Regions from separate parts of the Mus musculus genome. Here all the other regions are linked to region 3. A link is a contact called in public ChIA-PET, Hi-C, HiChIP or PLAC-seq, Micro-C and promoter capture Hi-C data. All regions are on one chromosome and are shown on one strand. Each heading gives the region's core, a stretch centred on a gene start, on an enhancer-like site or on the middle of the called end of the contact. The rest is flanking DNA. Distances are from core to core; before and after follow the strand shown. Region 1 holds the start of Vwa1 (von Willebrand factor A domain containing 1). Region 2 holds the start of Pex10 (peroxisomal biogenesis factor 10). Region 3 holds the start of Cfap74 (cilia and flagella associated protein 74). Region 4 holds the start of Mrpl20 (mitochondrial ribosomal protein L20). Region 5 holds the start of Rer1 (retention in endoplasmic reticulum sorting receptor 1). Region 6 holds the start of Prxl2b (peroxiredoxin like 2B). Region 7 holds the start of Hes5 (hes family bHLH transcription factor 5).

Region 1 (2,700 bases), core at 198-2,697, 370 kb before region 3:
GAGGCCAAAGGAAAGAGAAAGCTACTTCCCTGAGTCACAGCCAAGAAGACCTGATCATTTTTTCCAGAAGGGTTGGAAATAGGGCAGACTGAGGTATGACTGTAGGCTTGAGGGCTATGAGCCTCTCCTTCCTCTAAGACCCAGCTCCCTGGCAGAGCAAGCCTGACATAATAAGATTCTTCTGGATACCCTGTGTCCTCTGCTTATTCACAATGCAACAATGTATCTGGAGCTGGAGGTTGTTGGTGTCCACAGTCTTTGAGGGACTCACATGCACTGCTCTCATCCTCAAGGCTCAGGCAGAAGCATCGAGAACTTTCTGGTCCATTCAGAGGCCTGAGGTCTGTGGAGTGAAGCCAACACCCAGTGCCAAGATTCCCGGCAACGGGGTGGGGGACGGCAGCAGGACATAGCTCTTACTTGTTCCTGCAGCTAGCTTCTCAGGCTCAGCTGTATTGCTTCCTTTTTTAGGCAAAGCAGAGCTCAGGCACAGTCCTCAAGGCCCCACAGTGTCTCACCTGCCAGAAATGGAGGAAGTAAAACCATTGAGTCCCATCCGTCCTCCCTGCTGAGCATCCTCTTGCTGAGAGTGGGAAGGGAGGAGACATCCTGCCAGACAACACCCCCTCCTATGTGGGCCTCCATTCCAAATACTATAATTATTTACAGGAAAGCATCTTAAGGGCCGCGGTCTGTGCAGCCCTTCTGAAGGGCTCAATGTCCTGTGAACAACACTTGTAGACAGCTTCCTTTGGTCTGGGCTTAGCACTGACTGCAGGACCCAACTTTAGATGGCCAGTGGGTCTCTAATCCTGCTGGGGTCTGACCTGGGTGTAGCCCTGGAGCCCTGTTTGGGTAGTACATAGGACAGCAATAGGCCACTGTGTCTTTTCCTCCAAGAATTCAGGTGAGAGTTCTGGCAAGGTGGAGGCTCTTCATTCTGTAAGAAGCTTCTCATATGCTCCTGTCTCCTCTGAGGGCTGCGTCATTGCTTTCAAGTCTTTGGAGAAAGCCGGCTGCTCCTCCAGTTTATAGCCAAATTGGGTCCTTGTTGAGAGAAGGTTGCTTCTTTGTATAGCCCCACTTCTAAGGTTCTTTTGTCTTGTAAGGCTCTCCTGTCTTCAGGAGCTTTGCAGATCAGCAACTGCGGGGTGCGGGGGGGGGGGGAACCCTAAGGAGTAGGGGAGGAGGAGTGAGGAGGAGAATATGGACAACACATATTGCCGCCTGCAAAAGAGAGATGGGAATGTCTGTCAGCACACGCCCACACCTATATGCCTTTGTGGTTGCTGCGTGTCACCGCAAGTCCGGGACCGCTATGGCATGCATCACCGTGCAGTCTGTGCAGATTGGCCTCTGCGCGAGCGACTGAGTGCACGCGCCTCCCAAGCAGGAGTGGCCGCGAGTGGGTGTGGCTTCTCCGAGGTGGGTGGGGCCTGACTCACGGTAGGAGGGCAAGTTAGCAGCCAGCTGTGGTCGATCAAGAGCCCGCCACTCCAGGCGCGATGCTGTTCTGGACTGCGTTCAGCATGGCTTTGAGTCTGCGGTTGGCATTGGCGCGGAGCAGCATAGAGCGCGGTAAGTGTGGTGAAACCCGGATTCCAATTCTTCATAGCCGATCCGCTGCTGCCCACGCGGGTCATGAACTGTCCAGGTGCAGCCGCCGAACCAGTAGGTGGGAAGGCCGGGGGAGCGGGTGGGGCACACGCCAGCACCTCAGCCACCTGCGGTGGGCGCTCGGAGACATTCTTGGTGACTCAACTGAGCTAGAGCTGGACTTGGAGCGCCTGAGGCTACGGTCCCCCCCACTCCATCCCCCTCCCCCGTCCCGTCCCACCCCGCACCTCAGACATGGATTGTGGAGAAAGATGTTTAAGAGGTCTCCCTGACTCAGTTTCCTTACCTCTGAAAGGTCCCTCAGTAGAAAGGAGGTAAGAATATTGGAATGGCCACACCATGAGGGGGAAACCCCAAAGCCAGGACTAAATCCAGGCACTTGAGAGCTGTTGCGTATTTGAGTCTTAGTGATGGAAGGTCTCATCAGTACCTCAGCCGGCTGGGCAGGAAGAAAAGGGGATAAAAGGGAAGGCTCGCTAGACAATGGTTGGGTCCTCAGGCTGCTGCGGATGGGTATATCCTGCTTTCTTGGTACAGATGAAGCAGGGGATGGGGGCCAGGGGAGGGGAGGGGTGATGTCATCTGTAACCAGTCAGGACTCCAGTCTGGCCCTCTTATGGGCAGGAAGGGCTGTTCAGTGTGTGGTCTTCCCCATCTCTTCACTTTTGCTCTCCCATCCTCTCTTGTTGTCCCATGGGCTCAGAGTCCATTGCTTCACCTGGAAGATGAATAACCTCACTTAACTTCATCCTAGAGGTGTCCCTTCTGAAAATCAAGTATCAGGGAAGCATTGCATGTGGCTCAGGCCCCTCCTGAATACAGAATGTTCTACCTGCATGCAGTGTCTATTGAGGACAAGGGTCAGCATTTACCTACTAAAGGAGCACGGGGACAGCCCAGGATGCCCTGGGTACATGGACATTGTACAGTTGGGAACCAGAGGAGAGTGTGGGCCTTTTGTTGGCATTTATAGCCCCATTCTGAAGATTCTCTACCTGTATCTTTGGGCAAAGGCAAGCAAGCATGTGCTTAAAGAAAGTTCAGACCTTTGGGGGTGGTTCTGCCCTGGGCAAGGGGGTGCCT
Region 2 (2,749 bases), core at 124-2,623, 340 kb after region 3:
CCCCTGTCCAAGTGATGGGATCCGATCTTGTGGCTTTCTACCTTCTAGATGATGGCTGAGTCCTAAGTATCAGGCATACATACCACTGCTTACCTGACGCTGTCACATGGAGTCAGAATAAAAAGCCCCCAAGCCTACCCATGGCTTGCAGCTAGCTTCTAGTACTCCACCATGCAGACGATGAATCCTGACTTCCTGTTCCTGAGGCCAGCCCTGTGGAGTACCTTGTGATCTTTCCATGTGTCTCACCATGACCCTGCTCGTACCCTTCCCCCCACTCGATAGCCTCTTCCTTTTTATCTGCCTCGTACCCCATAAATGGAAAAGCCCATCCTGCTGAGAGAAAGTCTGGGGCAGTGAGTGCCCTCTGGCCAGTATCTTCCTTCCCGGAAACAGAGACTAATGCAGGTGATTTCCAGGAGCCTTCAAGCATCCCCTCCAGACCTGGGTGGGTTGTGGGCCCCTCAGTGCCCAGGACCTGCCGAGCACAGACAGCTACCTGCAATTGTGGTGAGGCCAAAGTAGGCTATGTCCGAGAGCAACTCGATCTCTTTCCTCCATTCCAGCCATTTCTTTGCACCTGAGAGAAGAAAAATATTAGCTCTAGAGAGGTGAAGTGGTTCTCTTAAGATGACTCCCAGCCGGGTAGTGGTGGCACACGCCTTTAATCCCAGCATTTGGGAGGCAGAGATTTCGAGTCCAGACTGACCAGAGTGAGTTCCAGGACAGCCAGGGCTACACAGAGAAACCCTGTCACTCCCGAAGGGCAGGTAAAGTCCAAGTCAAGTCACTCCTAAGACGACCCTCAACAACTCGTCTCTCCCTTCACCTCCTCTGCTGCCCTTGGTGACCGGAATGTCTCCGAGACGAAGACCGCCTCTTAAGAAGCCCCGACTGTAACTGTCTTGAGTCAGGTACTGTCCTAGAGACATGGAGCCCAGGAAAGTCTAGGTAGTGCTAACAACATAAGCCAGAGGCGACCTGTTTAGTATCAAACCTCGGCTCTCTGAAATCCCAAATCCCTGCCTGTGTGATCCACGTGTCTACCTATGAGAGTAATGACGTTAGGTCCACCCTGTAGGGGCGTCTGGAGAATAAATGGGCAAATGCTTGAGAAACACTAAAGCAGAGACCTGCAATGTGGTCAGCAGTGTGTACCTCTGTTTTGATCCCCGCTTTCCAAGCAAACTCTGGAGCTGCCGCCTGTCTGGGTGCCCGGAACGCTCACCCGCTAGGCTGTGCAGCGCTTCACCCGCCGCGCTCCGCAGGCCTCCCAGGTAGTACTCGTCCTTCTGCGCTGCCCGGATCACTTCAGGGGCACCCGCCCGCGCCATGGCCCGAATCGCAGAGCTCGCACCGCGCCTGCGCACCTCGTGGGCGGGGCCTGTGACGCTCGACGTGCGTCCGTCGTGGGGCTGAGGCTGCGAACACCACGCGGGCGAAGGCGGAGCCTAGGCGTGACATCTGTGGAGGCGGAGTAGTGGGCGTGTCCACGACATAGGGGTGGGGCTACCCGGGGAGGGGTGTGGTCTGTGCTTGGAGGGTGAAGCGGCACAGTGAAGTGGCGGGTAATGACAGGGAGGAGGTAGATACCTAGTGGGTAGGACCCCCGAGAAAGCTCAGCCTCGCAGATGTGTTTTTGGCCTGATTCAGGTTCAGTTTTCTGGCAGGAGGTACGTGTCTCTGGGCTGCAAAAGTGGATCTTTTGGGATAGCCACGTGATTCCAACGGACTGCTGAAGGCTCCAGTTGTTGGAGTTCCTCCCTGCCCATGCCCTGGTTTCTTCAGCTTGGGTTGGGCAATCCCAGATAGCACCTTTGACCACTGCTAGGAGGCAGTCACGGCTCATGCAGAGGCATGAACTTCTAGCCAAATCAAATGTGACAGTTTGAAATGTAGATTCTCTGAAGGCCCAAGGCCGCTTGTGCTGGAAGACTTTTCAAACTTGGAAGCTCATTTCTACCATAACCATGGGGTATGGCCTGTTCTAAGTGTCCCCGCCTGGACTGCTCCTTACACGCGACTGCTTTTTTGCATTCTCTTCTCTCAGCCATGGGGAACAAGACCAGAAACACTATTCAAGTATCTGTTGTTCTCAGGGATACGGCCTAAGTAAGCGTCTCTCTCCGTGGGCTTAAATCCTAGGCACAGCGGTGCCTTGATCCTCAAGTTCTTCCTTTGTGGGCTCTCAAGGATTCTTCCTATGGGACAAAACCCAAGATGGCCAGCAGGTGGAGCTATCAGCCCATCTTTTCTACTAGCTTGGGCTGCTAGAGCTTGTTAACCCAAACAGATCCTGCACAGATCAGGGAAACAAGAGGCTTTTCAGTGAGGAGAGAAAGTGGAAGGGCAAGATGAGTAGTGACATCATTGTAGATCAGTTCTCTGGATTCTCGGATGACCATGTGGCCTGGAGTCCCCCTTTGCTTCAGTGTTTCAGGGTTCCAGAACTCTGCGGTGGAGGTAGAGCGAGAGCTCTTGCTTACGGAAGGGGCATACGGCCCTTGCCACCTCCCACCCCTTGCCTTCTGAAGCACAAGGATCCTAAGACTGAGCCTTGTGACTTTCTCCTTGTAAACTCTTCCTCCTGCTTCAAGGATGGAGGACAGAAAGGCCAGGCTCCTGTTTCTCTGTGTAGCCCTGGATGTCCTGGAACTCACTTTGTAGACCAGGCTGGCCTCAAACTCAGAAATCTGCCTGTCTCTACCTCCCAAGTGCTGGGATTAAAGGTGTGAGCCACCACTGCCCA
Region 3 (2,700 bases), core at 123-2,622:
TATGTTTTTACTGGTTCGGAGGATTGGGACGTTGGGTGTCCCTGGGGCCACTGTACTGCCTGTTCTATCTTTTCTTCTGAGAGGACAGCCCTCTCCTTAGAGAGGGCTGCAGAAACTCTCACTTGTCACAGGAGTTTTCCAGGGTTGCCATAACAAAGTGCTCCAACTTGAATTCTTTACACAACAGAAATGTATTCTGTCAGTCTTGAAGCTCGTCTTATTTATTTTAAAGACAAGAAGGGGAGGGCTTCAAGCTGGGTGTGGTGGCACAGGCCTTTTAGTCCCAGCACTCGGGAAGCAGACGTAGGTACATCTCTGAGTTTGAGGCCAGCCTGGTCTGCAGAGCAAGTTCCAGGACAACCAGGACCATACAGAAAAACCCTTTCTCAAAAACCAATCAAACCATTAACAAAAACTACTGTTCAGGAATAAATTTCTAATCTAAGATAAGCAAAGGTGTGCGGTTACACACGAGGAGAAGTGAGAATCACGGGTTTGTTCATAGTTAACCAGGAGAGGAGGGTACTATGTTATGGGTGAAGACAAGATTCTATTTATTGGCTTGGGTGGGCTTTTGATAAATTGTTTGATAATCAGTTCTTAAATTGTACACAAGAAGGTAGGCATCATTTGTTTGAAGACAATATTCATCAATGAATACCTGAGCAGTCTACTCATTACCTAGCTCACATTACTTACTAGTCCACTCATTACTTGGCCCACAGCACACCTTCATTCAGGGTGTATTTTGCTAAGCATTTTTACCCAGATAAGGGAGTCATTTTATGGAAAAATCAAGCTAAGGAGGCCTATCCACTTGCAATGAAGGGTTTTGTATTTAAAGCCAGGCTGGAACAGCGGGAGGTGACTCTTACTTTCAGCTCTCAGACTGATGCCTGGCTCTTCACCAGCAGGATTGATGCTGACGCTTCATAGGCTGTGGTAACCACGTGACTCACCGCCACGTGTCCACGCAGAAAAGTTACCCCTTGTTCAGCGCATCCTCAGTGCAGCCCCAAGGCTGAAGTCGCCAGTACCCACCTCTCTGGGCAGCCCAGTGATGTCCCTCAGCGATGAGACTTCAGCAAAGGTCCCCCAAGAGTGGGCTGCACTGTTGGCAAACCTCCTCAGGAACGGCTCCTCGGTGGTGGTCCCTCAGCAGCAACAACCTCTCAAGAATGGTCCCTGGCGACTGCCCCTTAGCAACAGCTCCTCACAAATGACCCCTAGAAAGTGGTCCAGTAACTAGGTCGCCTCCCAGAAACAGATCCTCGGCGACGGTTCCTCAGCACTGGCCCCCGCAGAATCAGTTCCTTAAGCCGCTAGACCATGGCCTCTTAACGGCCCGACTGCCCCCAGCCACCGTGGGTCTGAGGCTGCGTAGTTTGGGCGCGCAGCTCCATGGCAACGGAAGGCTGCTTTGGGGTAGCGGGCGGGGCTGAGGCTGCGGAGGGAGAGCTTGTGCGCAGGCGTAGTGCAACAGCGGGGGTAAAGTGGGACGAGCATCGCGGAGGGCAGAGTCAAAGCTGACTGTTGCCCAGACGATTCTCCTGGAGACTGGGGCAGGTGCTCGAGAACTTGTCTAAAGCCAGTTGAAACTTGGGTCAACTGCTTACTTAAAAGACCATTTACGCAGAAGTTAGGATCTCCTGCGTCTCTTGGATCTGAATTCTGGCTCTCCCAGGGCTTTGCAGCCTGTGTTGTGCCCTCTAGGTGGTGACATCTGACTCCTCTGGATAACTCACAGGACTCTTTGGATTGTTTTTGGTCGTTTAAGTTGGCGTGGTCACTAGTCCGGGCAGGAGGTGGGCTCAACAGTGGACAGGACATGTTCCCTTTCCTCAGAGTCGCAGGGATGACTGGCAACTCCTGTAGTTTTGTCTTGGAGATGGAGAACCTTCAGCGTTAAGAAGTCCTCAAAATAATACAGAGCCTGTGGAAATGTCAGTGGAGATTGGTGGGGGGTACCTCTGCACTCCCTTCAGATACTTTGCCTGTGAAATACCACTGCAATACTGTATAGGTGTGTGTGTGGCTGGGGATCGAACCCAGGTGTTCTATAAGTTTAGAGCTTTGTGTATGGAAGCCGGATGTCCTAGTAAAGCAATTTGGGAAAGATAGCCAGTTGGTTTGTAACCTTTAGCTGAGGGAGAATGTGAACTGGGCCTCCTACTCTGGGTTGACCCTGGTATATGGCTGAGCAGAGAGGGTTGTGAAGTAACCATATCCAATACTAATATTTGTGGTATGAAGTATAATCCCCACTATAGTAAAATAAGTGAATAAATTGGTCTTCTCTTTCACGTTGCCTCAAATATTTGTTTACAGGGACAAAACTCTGACTAACACATGTAATTTTCTCTGGGGTATACTATACTCCTCTGTTAGGCTGGCCAAGCCTGTCAGGTATACATTAGGTTTGCCTCCCTTCCACTTTTTTTGTTTTGTTTTGTTTTTTGAGACAGGGTTTCTCTGTGCAGCCCTGGCTGTCCTGGAACTCACTCTGTAGACCAGGCTGGCCTCGAACTCAGAAATCCACCTGCCTCTGCCTCCCAAGTGCTGGGATTAAAGGCGTATGCTACCATGCCCGGCTCCCTTCCACTTTTATCTCAATATGCCAGTTGGGAATCAAGAACCAAAGGATTTCTCAGTTCAATTCTTCTTCTTCTTCTTCTTCTTCTTCTTCTTCTTCTTCTTCTT
Region 4 (2,700 bases), core at 13-2,512, 390 kb before region 3:
AACAAAACAAAACAAAACAAAAAACCACTTTTGCCCAAACATGTAAAGGGAATTCCTCGGGAATGAAAGTCAACATCCTGCGGCTACAGAAGGCTAAGCTCCGGGGGCATGGAGGGCTGAGCTCCCGAAGCCGGTTTGGAAGAGAGCCTAGCTCTAGGGAGATGAAGGACAAGCTGGGGGTTGGGGTCGGGCTTACGGTCCTCAGGTTCCGCTTCTTAAGTCTGCGGGCCTTCGTACACTTAACGAAGGCTCTGGTCACCGCCCTGACGGCCAGGCGGTAGCAGCGATTCTTCCTTCCCCGAAAATGCTGGATGAAGAAGAGGGGAGAAGGGTGTCGGGATGGCAGCGCGGCCCTCCACCCCCGCCCCACGCCTCGGGCCGCGACTCGCGCACTCACCTGAGCGTGTTTCAGCACCTCCTGAACCCGCCAATAGCGATCGGTGAGGCGGTTCCGCAGCCAGAGCCGCGTCGTGAGGAAGACCATGATGGGCTCCCGAAGCCCGACCGGCTGCCAGAAGCGCTTCCGGGTCAACGGTCAGACAGGCCAGCCCTGCCGGATGTGTGCGAGCACTGTCTTCCGGGGCGCCTCTAGACTCGCTCCCTCAGTTCCGTTGTGCCAGACCGTCCGCACGCGGGAGAATGGTTAGAGCATAAACTGGAGGAAGCCCCGCGGGCGGGGATGGCGAGCAGTCCCGGACGGAAATCAGATCTACAGAAACCGCCAAGGAACACTCGGTGGTCCGCTCTTCTGTGGGCATCAGTTGACCCTAAAGGAAAGTAAAAGAAATTGGGCTGGTGAGATGGCTCAGTGGGTAAGAGCACCCGACTGCTCTTCTAGAGTTCAAATCCCAGCAACCACATGGTGGCTCACAACCATCTGTAACAAGATCTGACGCCCAAATAAATAAATGAATGAATGAATAAATGAATAAATAAATAAGAATAGCCATGTGAACAGTATGTTTAAGAAAAGGAAAAGAAAGTAAAGGAAATTAAATCAAGTAAACCCATTCCAAAGACAGCTAGTCTGAGTCAAAGGCTCACATGAACAAAGGTATCTACTGTCCTGAAGATGTATCCTGGGGATGGAGCCCAACCTCCCGCAGGTACAGAGGCCAAGTTTCGGGGGGTGGAGGGCTGAGCTCCTGGAGCTGTGGGAGATACAAGCTCTACCGAGATGAAGGCGAAGCTGACAGTCGGAGTGGGACTCGCAGTCAACTCAGCAGAATTGGGGCTGGAGAGAGGGTTAAGAGCACTGACAGCTCTTCCGAAAGTCAAATCCCAGCAACCACGTGGTGGCTCACAACCATCCGTAGTTAGATCTGACGCCCTCTTCTGGAGAGTATGAAGACACCTACAATGTACTTAGATATAATAAATCTTTTTAAAAAAGAAAAAGAAAGAAAGAAAGAAAACAACAGCAGAATTTAGCTTATTCACCAGCTTTACTTGGAGTAAAGGTCTGAGTAAGAAGTTGGCTACCGCCGGGAGGTGGTGGCGAACGCCTTTAATCCCAGCACTTGGGAGGCAGAGGCAGGCAGATTTCTTGAGTTCGAGGGCAGCCTGGTCTACAAAGTGAGTTCCAGGACAGCCAGGGCTACACAGAGAAACCCTGTCTCGAAAAGCAAAAAAAAAAAAAAAAAAAAAAGTTGGCCACCAAGCCAGATGGTGGTGGCACATGCCTTCGATCCACTCAGGAGGCAGAGGGAGATGGATGTCTTGAGTTCAAGGCCAGCCTGGTCTACAGAATGAGTCCCAGAACAGTCAGGGCTACACAGAGAAACCCTGTCTCAAAAAACAACAAAGTAAAACATTTGTCTGTCAGGTCCCAGATGAGGAAGTAGACATGGACTCTCATCCCCAACCAAGAAGCTATCTCCAATTGCCAGCTGCTCCTAAAAGAAAAATTAGTTTTTCCTTGAGGGAAAGTCTTACACAGGGAGTCTTACATAGTATACTACAAACCACACCTTAAGGGCAGGCCCCAGGTCCAGATGGCCAACAGAAAACAAATTCAAAGGTATTTTGGGAGATTTTTTTTGGGGGGGTCTCATATTGTTTTGTTTGGGAATTTTTTTTAACTTTACTGTTCGTTTGCTTATATTATTGATGATGATAGGTTATTTCTTCACAGGTGAAATGAGCCAATTCAAGTCAGATTAGAACATTTAAAGGTAGGTTTGGCCCAAAGGATTGAGAGAGGAGGATTGGCCAAAATGTCTGGCTTACATAGGGAGGAGCCTTTGGTGGAAGGGCAGCTCAGTCCCTGGGCTGGAAAGTTTAAGGTTGGGGGCAGAGTGTCCTTGCCAGGTAGGAACTGAGGGATGCTGGGAGAACCTGCAAGCCAGGTCTGCTTTGATATGTAAAATATGTACCTGAGTTCCCTGTCCCAGGATCTGAAACTAAACAATTATGGTTTCTGAATTTGAGTTTTTATGTCTTTGAGTGTTTCTCATGTTCTTTTGTAGGTTCTTGTTTTTTCTTTTTTTTTTTCAATAATTTATTTTTGTATTCACTTTACATCCAATTGCAGCACCCCCTTCTCCCAGTCCCACCCTTACAAATCCCTCCCACTCTCACCCACTCCCCTTCTCCTCAGAGAAAGGAGAGCCCCCCCCCTTGGGTACCACCCCACCCTAGGACATCTAGTCCCAACAGGACTAGGCACATCCTCTCCCTCTGAAGCCCAACCACACAGTC
Region 5 (2,700 bases), core at 42-2,541, 320 kb after region 3:
ACATTGGTTCCACCATGACTGGGTCCAAGTGGTAGTCCCAGTGTGCAGGCGCAGTACCAGGCTATGCTTGGTACAAGACTGACTGCCTCCCACACCTTTTCTCAGGAATCTGGCTCTGGAATGAGCTCTGCAATGATCACAGGCTTCTTACCGTGTTTCTTGCCTCCCTTCCATTCTCCTTCATAGCGGAAGAAAGAATTTGGGTATACATATACGCCATAGCCTGTGTTCGGAAAAGAAGATGAACATAGCAATGGTTTGCCATCAACAGACACAGAGATGGGGCAGCTCAGGGTCTGGAGTAGTCTGCAGGTCATTTCTCATCAGTCTCTTGAACATGACAGGATGGTTAATTGCTCAAGATGGGTGCTCCCTCTCCCTTGCTTGGGTTTTGTTACATGGATAGTACTGAGGGAAAGGCAGGCCTGGCCAGAGGAGGGCTAAGACAAAAGCTGATTGTAGGCTCTTTAAGAGGAGGCGGTGAGGGCACGGAAGCAGTCAACAAGCTCCGTGAGGATACAGCAAAGAGCCCACCCTGCCAGGACCGTCACTATCCTCCTGTCCCCACGGGACAAAAATCCACACTCACTCCTAATTACTCCTGGCTGCCTCATCTTTTATCACGCAGCCAGCTCTGAGACATCACACCCAACACCCATCTCTCAGTTCCTGAGATGGATAAGCAACCCCACTGCTTTCTTGCCAGCAAGTCGCAGCCTGGGACGGGAAGACAGTGGCACTAGCATGGACTCTGACCTCATATCGATCCTGTTTCTCCGGTTTTAGAACAACTTTTCATCAGACTGCATTGGGCGAACCTCGTGTGCTCACCCAGCCAGCCTGACCTCAGCTCTACCTGCCCCCCCTGACGCAGGGTCGGCTGGCCGTGAGCCTGCAGCCTGGACCACGCCTGTGGAGCACGCGAACGCGACGGAGCTCCAGCGGGGAGACGCAGCCCGTACCGTTTCGCGGCGGCAGTCTCGGCGAGTGCCGACGCGGCTGGAGCGAAGCCTGGTAGGGATCGCCAGCTGCCTCCATCTTGCCGCCAAAGTTTCCCTAGCAACCATAAAGCTGCCTTCCATTGGCCTCCGGTTGCCATGGGGCGTGGCCAGGAGACCATAACATCCGAAGCAGCGGCGCCGGATCCGGAGCCTGAGGACGTCAATGCGCCTGTGCACCACGGCACGTTTCCGCCAACCCCGTCCTTCCGCCGGGAAGCGCTCCCGCCAACGGCCTCTGCGTCCATACCGGAAGCGGAAATGGTTGGAGCTTGGGCCCCGCCCCGCGGCCATCTTGGCGGCTGGAGGCGCCGCGGGACGGAACGGAAGTGCCTGTGCAGCTTCCCGGATCCGGAGCCGAGCTCTGGCGGCCGCCCTGCCCGCCATCCTCCTTCCGCAGCCGTGAGGGAGACCGCGGCTCGGCTGCACCGGAGCTGCGAGGTGCTGGGGGTGGGCTGGTGGCGCGGACCTGGTCGGGCGGCACACCACCGCCTTCCTCTGGGCTGTCAAGGCCACGGGCGAGCCGGCGGGCGGCGGGCGGGCGGGGCCGGGCAGCGCCTTTGAGCCTGGCGAGGGGTTGCCAGGGGCGGGCCGATCTCCGAGAGGGGTGCGCGAGGGGACTGCTGAGCGCTGCCCGCCGCGGCTCGCGCGCCGCCCCGACCCCCCGGCCCCAGGTCGTGGAGGAAGGTGGCCTGTTGTTGCCTGCACAGATCCAGGCGGCATGTGTTAGGTGTCCTCTTGCTACCCCACTACCGTGTTCAGTTTCGGGGCACACGTGTAGGAATTAAGCCCGAGCGCGAAGACAGTTACTGAATGGATCGAAGGGGTGCTGGTTAAATGGGTCTAGATTATATGGTGACATTAAGGCAGTAAAATGTCCAGCCCTCCAGGCTGTACTTCCAGCGTGGAGCAGATAAGGCTACATTGTCTCCCTTAGCAGGGTATCAGTGCAAGAGGGCTTCATACTTCCACATTGAGAACCCCCAGTGGCTTTTCTTTCTTAGTTCTTAATAACAGATACTATCCAGGAGGTGGTGGTGCACGCCTTTATGTGAGGCAGAGGCTGTGAGTTTGAGGCTAGCCTGGTCTACATGGAGCAACCCTGTTGGGGGCGGGGGGAAGACTTAGAGACTAGTTATACGTCTTGGAACTGCCTGTTTTTTTGATGTGAGTTTTTTTTTTTTTTTTAACCCTCATTAAGGTGCTCAGAAGAGCATCAGTAAACCCATACTCAGCCCCTTAGATCCAGGTTGTGTGTTGGGGAACTGGTTGCGGTGGAGGTAGAACATAGAGAAAGGGCTGGGGATGATCCAAGATGATCATTTCCCACCCCACCCCCAAAGGTGAGAGGGGCCCAGAGAGGGAAGGACTCAGAGGGGCAGGGTCTGGAAGGGTTGACAGGGAACAACTCTTGAGGCATGCAGGTGCAAGAGGCAGCGACCCCCAGATGCTGTGCAGAGCGCTTTCTTCTCTGTGGTGTATTACTAATTTAGGAGTGATGGATTGCAGAAACTAGACAAATGATGGGCTCCAGAACACGGGGGTAATGTTCTGTGTGTGGTACTTGTCCCCCTTAGAACAGTTTTTGTCTTGTTTTTTTTTTTTTTGTGACAGAGCATAGAGCAATTTCAGTAGATATGTGACAAGCACTGTAGGTCGTGAGGCCCATCCTAAAACAAATCAAGGTCCCTCAGGGAGGAGC
Region 6 (2,700 bases), core at 201-2,700, 510 kb after region 3:
ATGTGAGTGAGCAGCCTCAGGGAAGGGCCTGCTGGCTCTTCCTGTTCAACATGCAGCACTTTCTGCAGACATCTTCCCATGCTCCTGGGACCCTCGCATTGTACCCCTCAACACTTAACAGGAAGCAGAGGAAGCCCCATCTCTGGATTTCTTCTGGTGGTGCTTCCAGGACCAGTTGCTCTACAGGACCAGCTCCTCCTGATTCTGCAACTTTATTTTCTTTCCTTTTTTAAAATGTACCTTTGCACACCTGTGTGCACTTGTGTGTGCCCGGGGAGTCCAGCGGTTGAGTGTTTTACTCAGTGCCTCTCAATCGTATTTCTTGAGACAAGGTCTATTGCTGATTCTCATGCCTTTGCTTCCCCCAGGACATGGGATTACAGGTCTCTGTCATTTTACCGAGTCACCTCCCCAGCCTACTCTTGCTTGCATAGGTTTGGGCCCAATGTGAGTGCCTGGTGCCTGAAGAGACCGTAAGGGAGCATCAGATGCCCTCAAGCTGGACTTGCAGAGGATTGTGAGTCGCTGTAGGGATGCTGGGAACCAAACCGTGGGCCCTCTGCAAGAGCAGCTAGTGCTCTTAACCACTGAGCCATCTCTCTAGCTTCTCCTTTTGACACAGTGATATGTATGGTTCCTAACTTCCTGCCTGGCTGTTCAGCCTCAGCTAGGTATCTTGTGGTGGCTCTCTTCCTTTCCTAGCCTCTACATCTGTCAGATGCTTGAACATGGCCCTAGAAAGCATCACAGGGCTTACTTAGTGAGGAAAGGACAGAACACGTGGATTCCTGAGCCTTCTACTCTTCCTAGGGACACACCACTGCGAGCTCCTGTTTATCTCCTTTGGATTGTTGTACATGAGAGCCCGTAGTTTAAAAACTGACATCCACACAGCAGGAAATGGTACTTTACGATGGAAGTTAATAGGATTTCGCGAAAATGCAAAGCAGGAACTTAGACTTGGAAAGGCTGGTCCTTTCACTACTGTAAGTGCCGGCTGCCCTACTGTTCCTCACACTAGTGATTTGTGAGTTCGATTCCCCGTTTCAACTTTTTGGCTCTAATTCTACCACCCTGCTGCACTACTAGGGACCACCTGATGCTAGTGGAGAGCTACGCAAACGCTAGAGAGCCACGCAAACGCATTCTGCGCAGGCGCACCGCTTGCAGACTGTCCATTGAGCTTTACCTGCTACGCCATTGGCTAATAAGCTTATACATATGAGAACAACCTAGGCTTAGGCAAAGAGATCTGCAGTGATTGTCTCTTTGGAGAGAGGGTGTGCCTGTATACTAATATCAGGGGCGGAGCCTGGGGCGAGACAAGCGCACAGTCATGTGACCTGAACCCCCTGGAGGTGGTGCCCACCAGGACTGGGGCGGGATTATGGGCGGGGCATAGGCTGGCTGAAGAGGCTGCGCAGGACAGAGTGAGCCTCCCCAGGCTGCGAGAAGGGACCGTGGAGCAGAAAGGGACGGAGGAGGCCATGAATGTGGTGGACCTTGGTCGCGTAGGAGCGTGTGTCTTGAAACATGCAGTGACTGGGGAGGTGAGATTTGGCTCGCGCAGGGCGGAGAACGCCTCCCCTAATACCTGGCCCAGAGCCTTGGCAACTCACATGGGTTGGAGTGGAGGTCCTGAGGGGTCCTATGAGTTCGCGTACTGGGCGTGGGTACAGCTCATGGTCCACAGAGGAACCATCAGGAGGACCAGTCAGCTGCGAATCTTGGAGCAGCACGCTGCGGGACATGTGAGGCTGCCGGGCATAGGGGGTTGGTGAGCCCATGTCCCCTGACCGATCCATTCTGTAGGCTGTGGAGCTGCGGAGCCTATGGCAGGAGAAAGCTTGTGTGGTGGCCGGTCTGCGACGCTTCGGCTGCATGGTGTGCCGCTGGATCGCCCAGGACCTCAGCAACCTCCGGAGCATCCTGGACCAACACGATGTGCGCCTGGTGGGCGTGGGGCCTGAGGCCCTGGGCCTGCAGGAGTTTCTGGATGGTGGTTACTTCTCAGGAGGTGCGACTCTTCCCGGACTCAGAGCCTGGGCTGACCTCTCCCTTTCTAGGCCCAACAAGAACATATTCATGTGTCAGCATATGCAGCTCTTCCCTGCCCTGCCTTCAGCCTGTGCCCTGGCTGGTGCCCAGACCTAGTGGCAAAGTCCCAGTGACTCTTGCCCTTCCCGTTTAAGCAGTGGTGACATTCAATCCTGCCTTGCTACTCATGGCTTGGGTGGGTGGAGCTGGATACAGTAAGTGGAGGGGACAGACTGTAGGAAGCCTGGGGCACATAGCTGTGGCTTTCCTTTCTAGAACTCTACCTTGATGAGAGCAAGCAAATCTATAAGGAGCTGGGCTTCAAGCGGTAAGTGTGACTGTTTGTGGGCATGAGTCTAACCAGGGACAACAGGAGGACAGAGTGGCCACCGCTCTCTTATGTACCTTCTTGCTACTGCCATCTGCTCTGCTCTCCAGTTTGTCTCATGGAAACTGACACTGGTGCTTCAGCCAGCCCTTCTTTGAGTCTTCTAATGGGTGTTGGTCCAAGGCAGGCCTGTCCTCAGAAGTCTGCTATTTCATAAACAGGAGGGACCTTGGAGCCCAGTGCCTTAGCCATGGCTCATTGCAGTCCTCTGTTGCCACAGACTGCCTGTCATGATAGGCAGTGCCGGCTAAGCGAGATCCCTGGGCACACCCAGC
Region 7 (2,820 bases), core at 310-2,809, 450 kb after region 3:
CTCCTCCTGATCCCGGTTTCACTGTGAACATGGTAGATCCCACTGTTCCACCTCCGGTCACCGGGCAGGCTGCCCCTAGGCTGCTAAGGACAGACGAGAGGCACAGACATGGAGGGCTTGATATTTTATTAGAAGCCTTCAGAACAGCCTGTGTTCTCCCACATGACCAAGAGTTCAAATTCTAAGTACAAAATCGTGCCCACATGCACCCACCCATACAAAGGAATCCTTTAAGGATCATCGTGGAGACCCCACCCTCCCAGACAGCCCACTGTGAGCGCGCATCAGACAGCCAAGGCCATGTGGACCTTGAGGTGAGGCCCCATGGGCCCTACGCCCACGCAGGCTGAGTGCTTTCCTATGAGGAAACACCTGCAGTTCCGCCTTCACAAAAGGCAAATGTGCCCAGGGCACAGCCCGCCTGCAGGGTGCTTGCCCAGCAGCAACGGGCCCTGAAGAAAGTCCTCTACGGGCTGGGGTGAGCCAACCCCCGACTCTACAAATATCATAGAACCCCCGGTGGTGACCAGGAACTTCGCAGAAGTCACTTGCTGAAATGCAAACACAAAACAACCCCACGGGGTCGGACGGGCGGCAGAGGGTGGGCCCTGATTATCCCCAAATGACAACTCTGCACACACATTCTCTAAGAATGACCCTCCTGCTGGCCAGCCAGCCGGAGGAGGGAGCCTTCGGAAGAAGGTAGCGGCCAACCTGGGGCTGAACTGCGGCTGGGGAATGTCTTCCCACATCCAGAGGAACGAGCTCATCCTCTGGTCCGCTCCAGGCACCGGTCGGCCGCTGGGTCACCAGGGCCGCCAGAGGCCGCAGGCGGGTTGGCGCGAGGTGGAGACCGCAGCAGCAGCAGCCTTAGCGGAGGAGCGGGCCGGTTGGGGCGCAGCTCCGGGCGCCGGGGGCTCCTTGGCAGGAGCGGCGGGAGCTGGGGGCCGCTGGAAGTGGTAAAGCAGCTTCATCTGCGTGTCGCTGGCGGCGTGCAGGGTCAGGAACTGTACCGCCTCCTGCAGGCACCAGGAGTAGCCCTCGCTGTAGTCCTGGTGCAGGCTCTTGGGGCCGGCGGCCGCGGCGAAGGCTGTGGGGAGACGAAGCGGCATGAGTGGGGCGCGCGCGGTGGGAGCCACATCGGCCGGGAGCAGGAGGCGGGCGCAGGCGCCGGGCTCACCTTTGCTGTGTTTCAGGTAGCTGACGGCCATCTCCAGGATGTCGGCCTTCTCCAGCTTGGAGTTGGGCTGGTGCCGCGCGAACTCCTGCTCCAGCAGCAGCTTCAGCTGCTCTATGCTGCTGTTGATGCGGTCCCGACGCATCTTCTCCACCACCGGCTTCCGCAGCTGCGGGAGGAGAGGCGTCAGGTGGGCGGCGGACGCCGGAGGCCCCGGGGGAACCGGACGGCGCGCGCCGGGCGAGTTGCACTTACTCGGTTTTTCTCCTTGGGACTGAGCATCTCCACCGCCACGGTACTTGGGGCCATGCCTGGAGCTCTGGAGGCGATTAGCGAGCGGAGCGGAGCGGAGCGGACAGAGCCAGGCGTCCCGGACTGGCGCGACCTGGACCCCAGCACGCCAGCCCTATATAGGCGCGGGCAGCGGCCCGGCGCCTGGGGTCCGGGCGCCGCGGCCGTTCCCACACTCGGCGGCCAATGGCGGCGCCGGCCGCACAAAGGCGCCGGCCCATTAGCGCACGCTAAATTGCCTGTGAATTGGCGCGGGCACAATGGTCGCTCCCCGAGGAGCAGGTGGGCCGCGCGGCACAATGTCCGGGCTGTGGGAACGCGCTCGCCCTCATTAGCATCCCGGGGCCTGATGCTGAGAGCCCCGCGCCTCAATATGCTGCCTTTTCCCAGGCCGCGGGGAGGTGGGGAGGGCAGGAAGGAGTGCTCTCCCCCCCCCTTCTCTCCCTTCTTCCCTCCCACTCCCCAGAGGCTCCCCACCGCTGGCTGGCAGAGGCCACAGGCGCAGAGAAATGAGAGTTTTACAATGAACAGACAGCGACTTCCAGAGGAGTGGGCACCCTCCCCAGCTGGGACCTGTTGCCCACAGGCACAGTGGGTTAAAGTGGGCCACATTCTCTCAAACAGATGCTGCCGCCATGCCATTCGCAGGTACAGGATGAGAGAGGGACTCATGTATTTAGAATTTAGGCGCTTTATTGCCAGTTCTGTCAGTTGAGAGGAGTGACTTCTCCGCAGCTAGAAATGGCCACGCGCGGAGCCTGCCAAGCGTACTTCTAGGCTAGCTGAATTTGCTTTGGATAATGCCTAGCACAAAGCCCCATACCTAGGAAGCCCTCAGGAACCCCTGAACCCACAGGGTATCTGGACTGCTCTTGTGTCACCAGGTGCCACATGCATCTCTGAAACAGGAGGACCGTGCCTCCTTCATGCTGTCCGTGATCACTACTCCCGCGTGGCTTTTAGGAAACCATGGCTGCCCTTAACTCCTCTCATGACATCCCCCTCAGCTCGTGCGGGCGCGCGCGTGCATGCCTCTGTGTGTGTGTTCCAGTTTCATTCAGCATTTTGTGTTGGCAGGTAGAAGGTGGGAGACCTAAAAATAAGCCCCCATATGAATGCTGTGCCAGTGTGGATGGGCCTCTTTGTAAGAACTGATAACCGTGGTTCCTAACCAGGTGACCTTACTAGTCACACCCTAGACACCTAGGGGATGGCCATGTAGGAGCGTCCCTCCATCTGGAACCTGTACTATTTCCCCAATACTCTGCAGGGGCTGAGGGAGGAGATAAGGCCCCGTGCTTCCTCCTAGGGTCAACCTAAGACCTAGCCAGGCCCAAACCAGGAGGCTGGCA

What was found. Promoter capture Hi-C pulls out the DNA fragments that hold promoters and counts their contacts. A called contact is a pair of places that touch in the nucleus more often than the background predicts. ChIA-PET counts read pairs in DNA pulled down with a chosen protein or histone mark. HiChIP or PLAC-seq counts read pairs in DNA pulled down with a chosen protein or histone mark.
Region 1: a promoter capture Hi-C map of pre-B cells shows a contact between it and region 3, with 2.1 times the contacts expected there. The contact joins the promoter of Vwa1 here to the promoter of Cfap74 in region 3. A contact is called at or near these places in 6 of 39 promoter capture datasets (embryonic stem cells, hippocampal neurons, liver and 2 more), 3 of 484 Hi-C or Micro-C datasets (the N1E-115 cell line, embryonic stem cells and reprogramming fibroblasts), 2 of 115 datasets of contacts at active chromatin or transcription factors (the 230-238 cell line and bone marrow-derived macrophages) and 1 of 9 other capture datasets (pancreatic islet).
Region 2: a Hi-C map of uterus shows a contact between it and region 3, with 4 times the contacts expected there. The contact joins the promoter of Pex10 here to the promoter of Cfap74 in region 3. A contact is called at or near these places in 1 of 484 Hi-C or Micro-C datasets (uterus) and 1 of 9 other capture datasets (adipose tissue).
Region 4: a contact with region 3 is called in a promoter capture Hi-C map of cranial neural crest. The contact joins the promoter of Mrpl20 here to the promoter of Cfap74 in region 3. A contact is called at or near these places in 4 of 39 promoter capture datasets (cranial neural crest, frontonasal cranial neural crest, hippocampal neurons and 1 more).
Region 5: a contact with region 3 is called in an RNA polymerase II ChIA-PET map of memory CD8 T cells, with 10 read pairs. The contact joins the promoter of Rer1 here to the promoter of Cfap74 in region 3. A contact is called at or near these places in 4 of 39 promoter capture datasets (frontonasal cranial neural crest, hippocampal neurons, liver and 1 more), 6 of 484 Hi-C or Micro-C datasets (CD4 T cells, cerebellum, embryonic stem cells and 2 more) and 3 of 115 datasets of contacts at active chromatin or transcription factors (embryonic stem cells, extraembryonic endoderm stem cells and memory CD8 T cells).
Region 6: an H3K27ac HiChIP or PLAC-seq map of embryonic stem cells shows a contact between it and region 3, with 2.4 times the contacts expected there. The contact joins the promoter of Prxl2b here to the promoter of Cfap74 in region 3. A contact is called at or near these places in 5 of 39 promoter capture datasets (the 3T3-L1 cell line, the C10 cell line, cranial neural crest and 2 more), 1 of 484 Hi-C or Micro-C datasets (CD4 T cells) and 1 of 115 datasets of contacts at active chromatin or transcription factors (embryonic stem cells).
Region 7: a contact with region 3 is called in a Micro-C map of embryonic stem cells, with 2.5 times the contacts expected there. The contact joins the promoter of Hes5 here to the promoter of Cfap74 in region 3. A contact is called at or near these places in 1 of 484 Hi-C or Micro-C datasets (embryonic stem cells), 1 of 115 datasets of contacts at active chromatin or transcription factors (astrocytes) and 1 of 9 other capture datasets (pancreatic islet).

Annotation. Positions count from the first base shown.
Region 1 is chr4:155,773,308-155,776,007 of GRCm38.p6, reverse strand. It overlaps Vwa1 (von Willebrand factor A domain containing 1), which reads left to right and starts at 1,447. Exons shown (of 4, transcript NM_147776.4): 1 at 1,447-1,578. The coding sequence starts at 1,506.
Region 2 is chr4:155,065,654-155,068,402 of GRCm38.p6, reverse strand. It overlaps Pex10 (peroxisomal biogenesis factor 10), which reads right to left and starts at 1,373. Exons shown (of 6, transcript NM_001042407.1): 1 at 1,229-1,373; 2 at 500-580. The coding sequence starts at 1,334.
Region 3 is chr4:155,407,912-155,410,611 of GRCm38.p6, reverse strand. It overlaps Cfap74 (cilia and flagella associated protein 74), which reads right to left and starts at 1,372. Exons shown (of 39, transcript NM_001368738.1): 1 at 1,042-1,372. The region is part of intron 2 of 5830444B04Rik (RIKEN cDNA 5830444B04 gene); the gene reads left to right.
Region 4 is chr4:155,801,440-155,804,139 of GRCm38.p6, reverse strand. Mrpl20 (mitochondrial ribosomal protein L20) reads right to left here and starts at 1,262. Exons shown (of 5, transcript NM_025570.3): 1 at 1,045-1,262; 2 at 398-767; 3 at 197-307. The coding sequence starts at 484.
Region 5 is chr4:155,084,944-155,087,643 of GRCm38.p6, reverse strand. It overlaps Rer1 (retention in endoplasmic reticulum sorting receptor 1), which reads left to right and starts at 1,291. Exons shown (of 7, transcript NM_026395.2): 1 at 1,291-1,439. Morn1 (MORN repeat containing 1) reads right to left here and starts at 1,067. Exons shown (of 14, transcript NM_001081100.1): 1 at 963-1,067; 2 at 152-223. The coding sequence starts at 1,038.
Region 6 is chr4:154,897,793-154,900,492 of GRCm38.p6, reverse strand. It overlaps Prxl2b (peroxiredoxin like 2B), which reads left to right and starts at 1,450. Exons shown (of 7, transcript NM_025582.3): 1 at 1,450-1,550; 2 at 1,813-2,017; 3 at 2,314-2,365. The coding sequence starts at 1,488. Gm52690 (a long non-coding RNA gene) reads right to left here. Exons shown (of 2, transcript XR_003955190.1): 1 at 2,443-2,700; 2 at 1-2,062.
Region 7 is chr4:154,959,662-154,962,481 of GRCm38.p6, reverse strand. It overlaps Hes5 (hes family bHLH transcription factor 5), which reads right to left and starts at 1,559. Exons shown (of 3, transcript NM_010419.4): 1 at 1,433-1,559; 2 at 1,181-1,346; 3 at 111-1,090. The coding sequence starts at 1,486. The coding sequence ends at 807.